Linked DNA regions of Anas platyrhynchos: region 2 is linked to region 1. The links are chromatin contacts, called in public Hi-C maps. All regions are on one chromosome and are shown on one strand. Each heading gives the region's core, a stretch centred on a gene start, on an enhancer-like site or on the middle of the called end of the contact. The rest is flanking DNA. Distances are from core to core; before and after follow the strand shown. Region 1 has its middle 23 kb from the start of MTURN. Region 2 holds the start of ZNRF2 (zinc and ring finger 2).

The links. Hi-C and Micro-C count contacts between places; a contact is called where the count stands out from the background.
Region 2: a contact with region 1 is called in a Hi-C map of liver, with 1.6 times the contacts expected there. The contact joins the promoter of ZNRF2 here to the enhancer-like site in region 1. A contact is called at or near these places in 2 of 8 Hi-C or Micro-C datasets (liver and skeletal muscle).

Annotation. Positions count from the first base shown.
Region 1 is chr2:115,596,498-115,601,983 of IASCAAS_PekinDuck_T2T, forward strand. No RefSeq gene overlaps it. Among named protein-coding and RNA genes, the nearest start is that of MTURN, 23 kb to the left of the region's middle. Within about 2 kb of position 3,149, at least 4 of the 8 cell types and tissues checked have an H3K27ac peak or open chromatin away from gene starts, as enhancers often do.
Region 2 is chr2:115,634,177-115,639,662 of IASCAAS_PekinDuck_T2T, forward strand. ZNRF2 (zinc and ring finger 2) reads left to right here and starts at 3,186. Exons shown (of 5, transcript XM_027451131.3): 1 at 3,186-4,137. The coding sequence starts at 3,627.

The DNA of each region.
Region 1 (5,486 bases), core at 1,899-4,398:
GGGTTTTTGTCAGCTGAGGGTGCACTGAGCTCAGCTCCTCCGCAGTGGCTCTGTCCCCTTGGCAAGCTAGTGCTCAGGGTATTAAGCATGCCACTGCTTTTATTTACTGGTAAACATGCTGAGATGTGAAATCTGTGTAAGAAGAGAGTATGTGGTTAAAGCTGATTTTACCGACATAGCTCAGCAGTTACAAGAGCCTCGAAGTATGGGGAACAAAACCCCAGCCTCCTCTTTAGCGTAACCAGTGAATCTAAGAGCTGGTTTTCGGCCAGTTCCTGCTCTTTTTGGCTGTCTAACCAACTTGTGCTGCTGCACAGAAAACTCCTGAAGATGTTCTGGTGAAGCCTTTTCTTTCTGCAGGTGGGAGTCAGGGGTTCATAGGGTCCTGTGCCCTGGTCCTCTCTGCAAGCACATGTGTGTGACTGCCAGAGGTGCCCTAGGCAGGGATGCTCCTACAGGTGTGCCACCTTCAGAAGGCTGTTTTAACCCTCCATGGTTTCAGGAGCTCATTTACCAATGGGACACTTCAACGTGGGGAGCAGGGGACTGCAGCCCAAGGGACCAGGGATAGGGGTCCATGGGTGGGAGCATCTTTGGTGGGCTTTGCTGCCAAAGCTGGCAGAGCATCATCCCTGAGGATCATCCCTGCCAGGAGCTCCCTCCACCCTTCTCAAGCTCCCATTGCTTTGCTGTCAGATTCCTACATTGCTTGAAGGAGTCGCATTTCCCTTTAGGGAGCGAGTGGTTCACATAGTTTGGTATTTATTCTGTCACGGCATTCGAGGGACTATCACTAACATTAAGAGGAAACACACATATCCATCCAGCAGAGAATAATCTGCTTAATGGCTAAATAGGAAAGCTGTATGTGTAAAATGGCAGGGAGCTAGTCGGCTCCACGGGGCAATTCTCCCTTTGATAAAATTGAGAATCATTTCAAAACAGGAAATGAACTTTCCCTCTCTTTATTCAATGAGTCCCATAAACATAAGCACGCCCCTTGACATCCATAGAAGTTTCCACTGTAAATGATGTATTTATAGGAACGGACGTGCCATGGATGCCTTAATGTAACTCCAGCTTCCAGCTTTGTTAGAGACAGACCCTGAAGTGACAGATAGCCTGAGACAAAATTTATCTCAGCTCACACCCTGTGCCAAACCACGAACAGAACAGCTTTACAGGAGAAACTTCAGCATTCAAAGTTTCTATACTGGAAAGCAGGAGAGCAGGGTGATTTGAAAGGAGGATGAAAAAATTCAGGTGGATGATAGCTACTCGATTTGTAGTAGCGGTTCTCCAGAAGAGATTGAAATCTGGGTGCATTTCATCAGAAAAAAAAAAAAATCAGATCATTTATTCTTAAACCCATGCTACTCTTTCAGTAATTAAAGTTGTGGCTACACACTTGCATGAATAAGGTAGAAATTCTTTGTTATATGGTTTAATAAGTGAAATGGAAGTAAAATGAGAGAAAACTGGAACTAGGGAAAAGAACCAGTGGGTTGTTTCTAACCCAGGCTGGTCTCCAGGCTGGTTCTCCCTTTGGCCCCAAACCAGGAGCTGGTGGAACAACGGGGGATGTTTCTAAAGGGCAATGCAGAGAAAGGGAGGGAGCCACTGCTGAAAGAAATGCAAGCCAAATCACTGCCTGCAACGATGGTCTGCCAGGCCTCCTGTACCTGCTTCACTGGTGTCTGTCTATGGTCTCAAGGTCACAGAAGGACCTGGAGAAAATAGGAGAAAGTGTGTTTCTTTGCCTCTCCCTACAACTTCCCACATTGCCATCCCCATCACTCACACCAGTAAGCTTTTCTCTCGCTGTCAGTCATCAAGCAGCTCTTGGATGATAAAAAAAAGCCATTCAGGCCGAATGTGTGGGACTTAGGTCTGACTTAAAATAAGCCCCTCAGCCTGAGCAGCTCACCTGGAGCCTGGGGATGGAGAGAACCAGCTCTCCTTGTCCCCACTAAAGTCCCAGAAGTCCTGGGGTCCAGGCTTTGGGTGACTGGCAGAGTACCAGGCTCATGCTAACATCCAGGCAAACTGCAAGACAAAGGAATATCATCCCTGATATTTTGTTTAAATAACAGTTTCCCATATAAGCCACGTAAGCTACAGCTGTATATGTTTCAGCCCTATAATTAACAGCCTGTTGATTATGCCTGGGATATATAATAAATACGTTGTGGCCTGCCTTTTCCTCTCCCTGTCCCAAATAAGGACTTACTGTGAACATCTTCCAGGGGAGTGAGGGATGATGCTAACTCCCACCATGGGCTATCTCCAGCACATGTTACTACAGAAGCTGGGTAACAAATCCCCACCAGCACGTCCTGCCCCTACCCCATTGCCTCCATCCACCTTTGCAGTTTCTGACCTCCCATGGGGAGAGGAGATGTTGTGTGACCCTTCCCTCTTCCCCCAGCCTGGCTGTTTGGGGTAAGACAGAGCCCATGTGGTCCCCCTGGCCTCTCCTCACCTTGCCCTTGGGCAAAGAGGAGAAATCGGTGCCCTGCAAGAGTTTGTGTTAGTATGCAACCTGGCTTCTGTGATTTCCTGAAAATGTCATCTCAGACAGTAACTCCTCTTTCATCTGCTTTTGAAAGCAAGTAATTCTCCTGGAAAGCACTTTTCTGTCTGGTGTCAGGACAGCGAAGCTCACCCTCAAAATGGAGGCTTGTTCAAGCTGCACAGTAGGAGCAGTGGCTGCTCTTCACTCAAGTAAGAGGCAGTGCTCATGAAAAAGCTTAGCGTGGGGCAAGGGTCAAAAAAAACAACATGAATATTCTGCTGTTTCAGGAGTGCCAGCCTGGTGCAGACTATTCGTAGCTTTTGTGCCTGCCCAATGTTATCTGAAGAGATAAAGGGGGAAGGTCTGGTGAGGAAGGCTGGCTGGTGGAGACGGGATGCAAGAAAGCTTAGCAAATGCTGCTGCTTGTTCTTAGAGAAGGAGCCCAGGGCTGTGGCTGGCTTTGGGCAGTTTGCAAATGTGGGGGATCATATTTTATTTCTTGCTCGCGGCCAAGCCAGCTGCTGCATTAAAACATGACCATGGGCAAAATCAGCGCTGGATGCAGCCGTGACATGGGGTAGAGGAACCGTGCAGCAGTGCATCTGCGTCCCTGGCACGCAGCCCAGCACACAAACTGGCAGCACAGAGAAAGGGGGGGAAGAGCTGCAGCCTCCAGAGCCTCCCACGCTCTGGTGGCCATTCCTTCTTGGGCTAAATCTTCCTGAGCAGCAACCTCTCATTGCCATGGGGAAGCGGGACCCAGCAGGCTGCCTCCGCTCTCCAGGCTCCACATCATCCCACTTGCCCTGTCAACTGTGGTGGCAGCCAGGACAATCCCAAAAGCAGCAATTTGGGGTCAGGAGCTTCCCCTAAAGCTGTGCCAGCTCCTCCAGATGGGAGCAGCCCCCAGGGGACATTAATTCCAGGGTGGATCAGGGTCTCATGGTGTCAGTGCTCTGGGAGCTGTTCCTCTGCCTGGCTTTCACTGCTGCTGCCAGAGAGGGGCACGGATCTGTGCTGAGAGCTCTGTGTGCACTCACTGTGTCAATATTTAATAATGGTAATTAGTAACAGGCTGGGTGGCTCAGGAATTCACAGCTCAGCATTTACCCCATTCACCTCTCCCATCTTTCGGGTGCGTAAGGGAGATGTCTGCAGCAAAGAGAAGCAGGGGCTCAAAGGTTGAGCTCTCCTCGGGGACATTGTCAAATGGGTCCCAGGCCTCCTGCTTTGAAGTGGCTTGACATCAGAAAACACTCTCTCCTGTCATGTATGTGAGCTAAGTTTCTGATTCTTCAGCTCTGAAGGTTCAAGTTAACAGCTGCAGTAAAGTGAAAGCCAAACTCAAAGAGTTGCAGAGGGAATGGGCAATAAAACAGCAGCTAAAACTTAATGCTGATAAATGTTTCTGGGACTCCTTTTCTCTCTGCAAAAGAGGAAACACATGGGGGGATACTGAAGGCCTATAAAGTCTTGATGATATTGAGGAGGTGAATGGGAAAGGTTTTCATTTTCTCCTCCAATAAAAGAGATACAGGCCAATAAATGAAACTAGCAAGAGGCAGGTTCAAATAAATTTCACTTTATTTTAATATAAAAAAAAATATTCTAATAAAACACAATCAAGTGGTGGAATACCTCACCTAACACATGTGGATGTGGGTGCCCACAGTGTAGCTCAATTAGCCAAATCTGTAGAAGAACAGATTTATCGAGGGACCAGAAATGGTTGCAGTGCCCATGTTAGTTCTCATTTTAGTGAGAGAGGAGAAGCTGTCTGCAGCCATCAGGAGCTGCTTCGAACCATAACCTGTGGAGACTATAGTCCCAGGGAGCAATAGTCACTGTTCATATAACAAAAGAGTGATGGATTCACAATACACCTCTCCATCACATCTTGAAGGCTCTGCTGTCAGCACTTACTGCCCAACACAAGACAATTACTGGGTCCATGCCCCCTCCTCGTTCAAAATGTTGTGCCATGTCTAGCAGGGCAGTGGCTGCACCACATCGTGCATCTGGGATACTGGGGTGTTAGGATGTAAAGATTTGGGTTGGACACACCTCTCACCAGTCCCAGTTCCCCCCCAGAAGGCAAAGTACTGGTAGCAGCGCTCCAAGACCCATGGTGAAAGGAGTGAGCTCCTTCCCATGTCTTCTCTGCAGAGAAGCCTACACCTCCTGCTTTTTTTTTTTTTTTTTTTTAAACATGAACACTGCAAAAAAAATACAGGCTGATTGCTCTCTCCTGCACCCTGCCCCAAAGTGCTGGCACCTGGGAGCAGGTGGGGATCACTGTTGTGGTCTTTTTTTTTCCCCAGAGGAAGCAATTAGGTGGTCTACCTATTTTAATGAGGGTGGTGTCCCATCCTCTTGGTGTGCAGGGAGAGCGATGTGCCACAATGGCCATGTGGTACGGGAGGCAAGCTTTTGGCTTCATCATTTTTCAGTGCAACCCGGTCTCTGTGGCACGTTCATAAATAATTACCCTGCTGGGGCTTTGGGAGTCGGCTCACTGCTGCAGATGGACCCTGCGGGGACGAAAAGAGATGGGAAGACAAAACCCAAACCAAGACCCAAAGCTTGTCTAATTAGTGCTGGGAAGCTTCCTACTGAACCCAGCTCAAAGCGGAGCTCCTTGTTCATGCAAGGGAGCAATTTGCCGGAGCTGACAGGGCACGGCATTAGCATTCCCAGCGGCTCCCCAGCGACAAGCAGAGGGAGGAGGAAATATCTCGCTCCCTGATGAGAGCAGGAGGTGCATGAGCAGGGAGCATCACTGCGAGCCTGACAGCTGCAGGGCTCCACGTCCCCTCCGCTGCTGACAGCGGTGCCTCCCGCTGCTTTGTGTCCCCGCCGCCGGGATGACAGCCCGCCGGGGTACGCCTTCCTCCCAGACGTGGATGCTGCGCACGTGGGAGCAGGCTTTGTTAGAGCCTGGCAAACAATAGGGAAAAAAAAAATAAAAAAG
Region 2 (5,486 bases), core at 1,936-4,435, 38 kb after region 1:
ATATTTCCAGAATAATTTTAGGACCCAAACCTGGAAAGACTTTCAGAGTTGCTTAGTTTTTTTATTATTATTTGGTGAAGACTGATGACAGCATAGTGCAGGACTGTTTTTACTGCACCAGTGTAAGCATATGCATAAATCTTCACAGGATTAAAACCAACATGAGTAAAGGGTTACTCAGTGCAAATTAAAACCTAAGATATTGAATAGTAAGGTCTGCTACGTATTTCAGGAGATCAGCTACCAGCTGGAGATACACTAATACCAATACAGGGCCTTTATCTTTTAGCATAGAGATGTGAACATACCTGAAGACAGTTTGGTCAGCCAGATGGCTTAAACGACCTGCAGATGCAAGGCATGTGTATTTTATAAAACTCGTATTTTACAAGGATGAAACAGTTCTGTTTTGCTTTCTGTTTGAGCAACTGAACACTGCTTTCAGCATCTGTGGAGAGGTGTTGTGCAGTGTGATTTGTTTTAAACACCTGCAATGTACAGTAATGTAAAAACCTCGCTGATCTTTTCCAACCACAGCATGCACCCCTAGTTTGGCATCTGAACAGAAAATCTTGTTTCCCCATGCCCTACTAGGAGCCCATCTTAGTTACCAGAAAATTAAACTCTATGTTATGAGTGTTTTCTATTGTTTTTTCAGCCACCGTCCTTCAGAAAGGACTACCTTTTTGAAGTAAACCTTCCTTCAAACATTGTTGTAGTCACCCTATAAAAGACACCAAAGTGAGTAGGAGGGGAGAGGGAGGATGATCCATCAGCACAGCTCACCGTTAACCAAAATTCAGACCCGGTTCCATTTATACAGCACATGGTTTCCAAGATGTGCAATGTTATGAACTTATAGCCAATTTTGTGTTCTTAGGGCACACCTGCCACTTGGTATTTTTAAGGAAACTGGTGAAGAAACAAGCTTATTATTTTCAGTTGCTGATAGACAAGGTAGTGCAACCAGAACTAAAATGGAGGTATACAGCTTACAACAAAGAACAGCAAGTGTATCTGCCTGTCTAAACCAGTAATTTTTCCAGTATCCTGGACAAGGAACAAGAAGGCTAGTGCCTACTTCGTGCTTATTTAATTACGAATAAGATTCCCTAGATATGTTTCTACAGGAATAATAAGAGCATTCATCCACGTAGGCCCGTGGAAGTTAATTTTCATACAGCTATGTACTTTCCGCCGAGTCCCAGAGATCTATGGAAATTTGGTCAGCAGCAATATGTTCTGCTTTCTCTTTGCACTGTTTCCTCTTGCCAATGATTATTTTCTGTGCTGGGTAGGAAATTGAATATTTTATGCAAACTGCTTCTGGAGCATATTAATGAACAAATGGGTGGAAGCTACAGTGCCAGGTACTTGCCTCTACAGGACTTGGTGCTTGTGGAGTCATTTGTTAGAAGAAACATTAGTTTGAAAACCTAACTGTACTACTGGCTATAGAGAGCAAATTTCCATACACAGAAGAAATTCTATTCAATCATTTAAAAGAGGGACCAGGAAGGATGGAGGGGAGAAAGCTGGCTCAGAAACATGCAACATCGCTTTTCTGAAGATGTAGGCATTCTCTGAGGTATGGGTCCTGTTTAGATTCACACTTGATAGTGAGAGATCTGCAAATATTATATTTAAATGCCCGAAATGCATGGAAGCCAAAGAAAGAAAAGAAAGAAAATCACATCTGAGTGCTCTCTGAATGCTCTCTGAGAAGGAGACAGGGCTGTCCTGTTGTTGTGACTTGCTTTCTGCAGCTGACTTCCCTTCTGTAAAATATTCTGTGCTGTTAAAGGTAATTTGCTGACTGTAACACTGAATAACTCTTTGGATGTCTTGAGGGCTTTTTTTCCCCCATAGGCTTTACTATTTAATTCTATACTGAATAAAAGGTTAGTCATAGCCAAATAAAATCTGTATTTAATACCTGCTCAACCCTTAGAATCACTGTAGGGAAATTACAGACGGTACCGTGTAGCAATGCAGCATTTTCAAAATGCTGCTTATCCTACCAGCCAGCCAGCTCCACTACTACTCACTAGTGGGAATTTTAAGAACTCCATAACCCTATTAACACATTGTCCTCTAAACCTTCTATGATAGGGCTGAACATGCAATGAGTGTTAATTGGGGGGCAGAAATTATCAGTCATGTCTGCAACATCCTTTGCCCAACTGGATTCTTGGGATCAAGCAAGAGAGGAACTCCTACTGTAGCTTTTCCTTCTGTGGGAACATTAATAGGACCTCTGTCGTGTAGAAGGTAGCTTCTGCATGACTGCTTGCTTTCTGTACTGTTGGCATCTCTGAGAGATTTGGCTCAAGCTGTCCAAGGGTTTCAAAAGGAGCTGGTGGTATAGCAGATAGCATGATCACACTTTCTTTAGGAAACTGAGTTAGAAAATGACCATGCTTGGTCTACCTTGGGGTATCTCCCCCTGCTAGCAGAGACTGCAGCTCATCATTCACAAGTGGGGATGGCATAGCATGGGACAGCACATTATTGACCCCAGCTGTCTGCTCAGCCCCACAAACAACCTGTCCATGAGACAGCTGCGGAATCGCTGCCTCGTACTGAAACCAGCAACAGTTTACAGCAGGATCCTCTGAATGGGGTTTGGATTACTCGCAAAGCGGCTCAGCCACTCAGAAAAACGGTGTGGGAATGAGTAGTTAGTGTTGGTAACCTCCTCCACCATCCAAAGTGGTGGTACCTGTTCTGGCAAACTGCACTGTGAGCCGCACTGACACCAAAAAATAGATAAATCATGGAAGCACGGAATCATGAAGGTTGGAAAAGCCCTCCAAGACCATCTGGTCCCACTACCAGTGTCACCACGTCCCCAGGCGCCAGCTCCAGCTGCACGCAGCTGTAACGGAGATGGGGAAAGGAGGGGGAAAAGGGAGGCCTGTGTGCTTGTTCACGTCTGAGCGAGCATCCTCAGGTGCACCAGAGCGGTGCTTTGTGTCTGGATTAAGGTGCTGTTTTATTTTACTGTGGTAACTGTAGAACAGATGGGTGCTGCCCAGACTGCAGGGCCGAGTTTTGGGGCGGTGTGTAGCACCTGGCGGCAGGCAGCACCCCACAAGCACCAGCCGCTCGCTGGCGGTGTGAGGAGGGCCGGCAGCGGTGCCGCCCCCAGCATGGCGACAGGGAGCGGAGGAGCGGCTGCGCCGCCCTGCCCGCCCCGGCCCGGCCCGGCCCGTCCCGCCTCCCTCGCCACAGCCACAGGGCGCTGGGCGGGCGGCCTCGGGGCCGGCGCTGCTGCCGCCGCCGGTGCCGTGTTCAGAGCCGGGCGACGGAGCATGGCGGTGGCAGCGGCGGGGACGGTAGCGGCAGCGGCAGCAGCGGGTCGGTGCCGCCGCTCTGGGGCAGCCAGCGCCGTGCCGAGCAGCTCATGGTGGCGCCGCCGAGTCCGCGCCGGGGCCGCCCGCTGAGCCGGATCGCGGCGGGCGGCTCTCGCCTCCCCGCAGCCAGCAGCAGCCGCCGCCGCCGCCGAGCTCGCCTTCTCCCCTCCCCGCTCCTCGCAGCGCCCCCGCCGGGGCCGGACTCCCAGCGCCGCCGGGAAGGAGGAGGAGGAGGAGGAGGAGGCAGCGGAGAAGGGCAGCGGAGGGACCATGGGGGCGAAGCAGAGCAGCCCGACCGCCGCCAACGGCCGCACCCGGGCGTACTCGGGCGGGGACCTGCCCTCCTCCTCCTCCTCCTCCAGCACTAACGGGAGGGCGGCGGGCGGCAGCGGGCGGCCGGCTCACTTGGCGGCGGCTCCGGCTCCTCACGCCGCTCCCGGCGGCTCGGCAGCGGCAGCCGCAGCCCCGGGGGGAGCCGCGGGGTCGGCGCCCCGCAGCAGGTCCCTGGGAGCCGCCGCCGCCGCTGCCGCTTCCAGCACCGCCGGGAGCCGCGCGGCGCAGCCCGCCTTCAGCATCCCCCACAGCAGCGGCCCCTACGGCTCGCAGGACTCGGTCAGCAGCACCCCGGAGGAAGGCGGCCGGGACAGAGCCCCCGGGGGAGGTGGAGGCTCCGCTGCTGGCTCCGGGGGTGGTGGAGGTGGAGGTGGTGGTGGAGGCTCCGGGGGACCCCGGCTCGTCATCGGCTCGCTGCCCGCGCACCTCTCGCCGCACCTGTTCGGAGGTAAGGGAAAAGGGTTTTTTTTTTTGGGGGGGGGGGGTTTGGGGGGAGCGCAGAGCCGGTGGCTGTGTAAATGCTCTCGCCGGCTGCTTACATAATTAGGGTTTAATTGGATCATGTGCCTGCCTCCGCCGCTCGGGCACAGAGCGGCCCCCGACCCGCTGCAGTTCCCCTATAGGAGCTGCCCGTGCCGCTTGCGCTCGGGCCCTGGGGAAGGCGAGGGAAAGCAGAAGCTCAAAGAGTTTCTCTATTTATTTCCCTTCCCCTAACAGAGCAGAGCAGCAGCTCTGTGCCTCTCTGCCTCTCAGGGCACAGCGCTGTCCACGGCTCCAAAGAGCAGCCTTGCAGAGACAGGAGCGAGGTGTCGAGGCAGGAGGCGAAGCCACCCCAAATTCACCAAGAAGCAGAGGCCCTCTAAACACTCACACTAACCCAGAGCGGTCTTTTTGTCTTTCCTGCGATGTTTAGATGAATAGTGGTGGGTTTGCATTTCACCACCTGGGTTCTTTACCTTGAAGTCAAAAACAGTCAGCACGGAAGTTGCAGAGTGCTTCGGGTGCTGCTTATTTAAAGGTCATTGTTCCTACAAGTCAAACATTAAGGTCCAAGGTGACCTTTTCTTTTTTTTTTTTTTTTTAAATGGATTCACTCTTTCCATAAATCTAACGCATATCAGAGAAGATACATGTTGTAACTACCAACCAGCCTCCAAAAAAAAAAAAAGCTTTATTTTTGGAAGGTGGAGGGTTAATGTGAAATTTCCCCATTGCTGTATTTCGATAAATGGGTTTGTGAATGCCGTCTGCAGCCGACTGGGCTTTTTTCTTCTCTGTAAGGCGACCTGTTGGTAGCCAAGGCAGGAGTGCCTTCGGTCCGAGCCTTGCGGGGAGCGCAGGGCTGCTGTCACGTGCCAGCCCCCATCCATCGCTGCTGTGCTGACCTGGAGGCATCAGAGCTGTTCCTGCCTGGGTCTGAAACTGTCTCCTCCCAGCGCACTGGTTGGACACAACAGAGAGCTGTCAAGCCCTATCATAATAAAGGAGTATTTGCCCTTAAGAGATAAAACAACTGTTCTCATAGTACCAAGCTGCCGAATAGTAGTGCTTTGTTGCAGGGGTACTCGCTATAGCATCGCAGTAGCTTGCGGGAAGAAGGTACATGCGTTCCTTTCAGTGATGAAAGGATGCCCTATCGCTGGCTTGTGCGGTTCGTACGAAGCACAAGGGAATCATTAAAACGTGTAGGCAGTTCTTGCTCAGAGGAAGAACTTATTTCTTCTCCCTGCTTTACTGTTGTCTCACAACCCGACTTGCTGCAAGGAGGGACTGGATTAAATGTGAGCGCGCTGACAA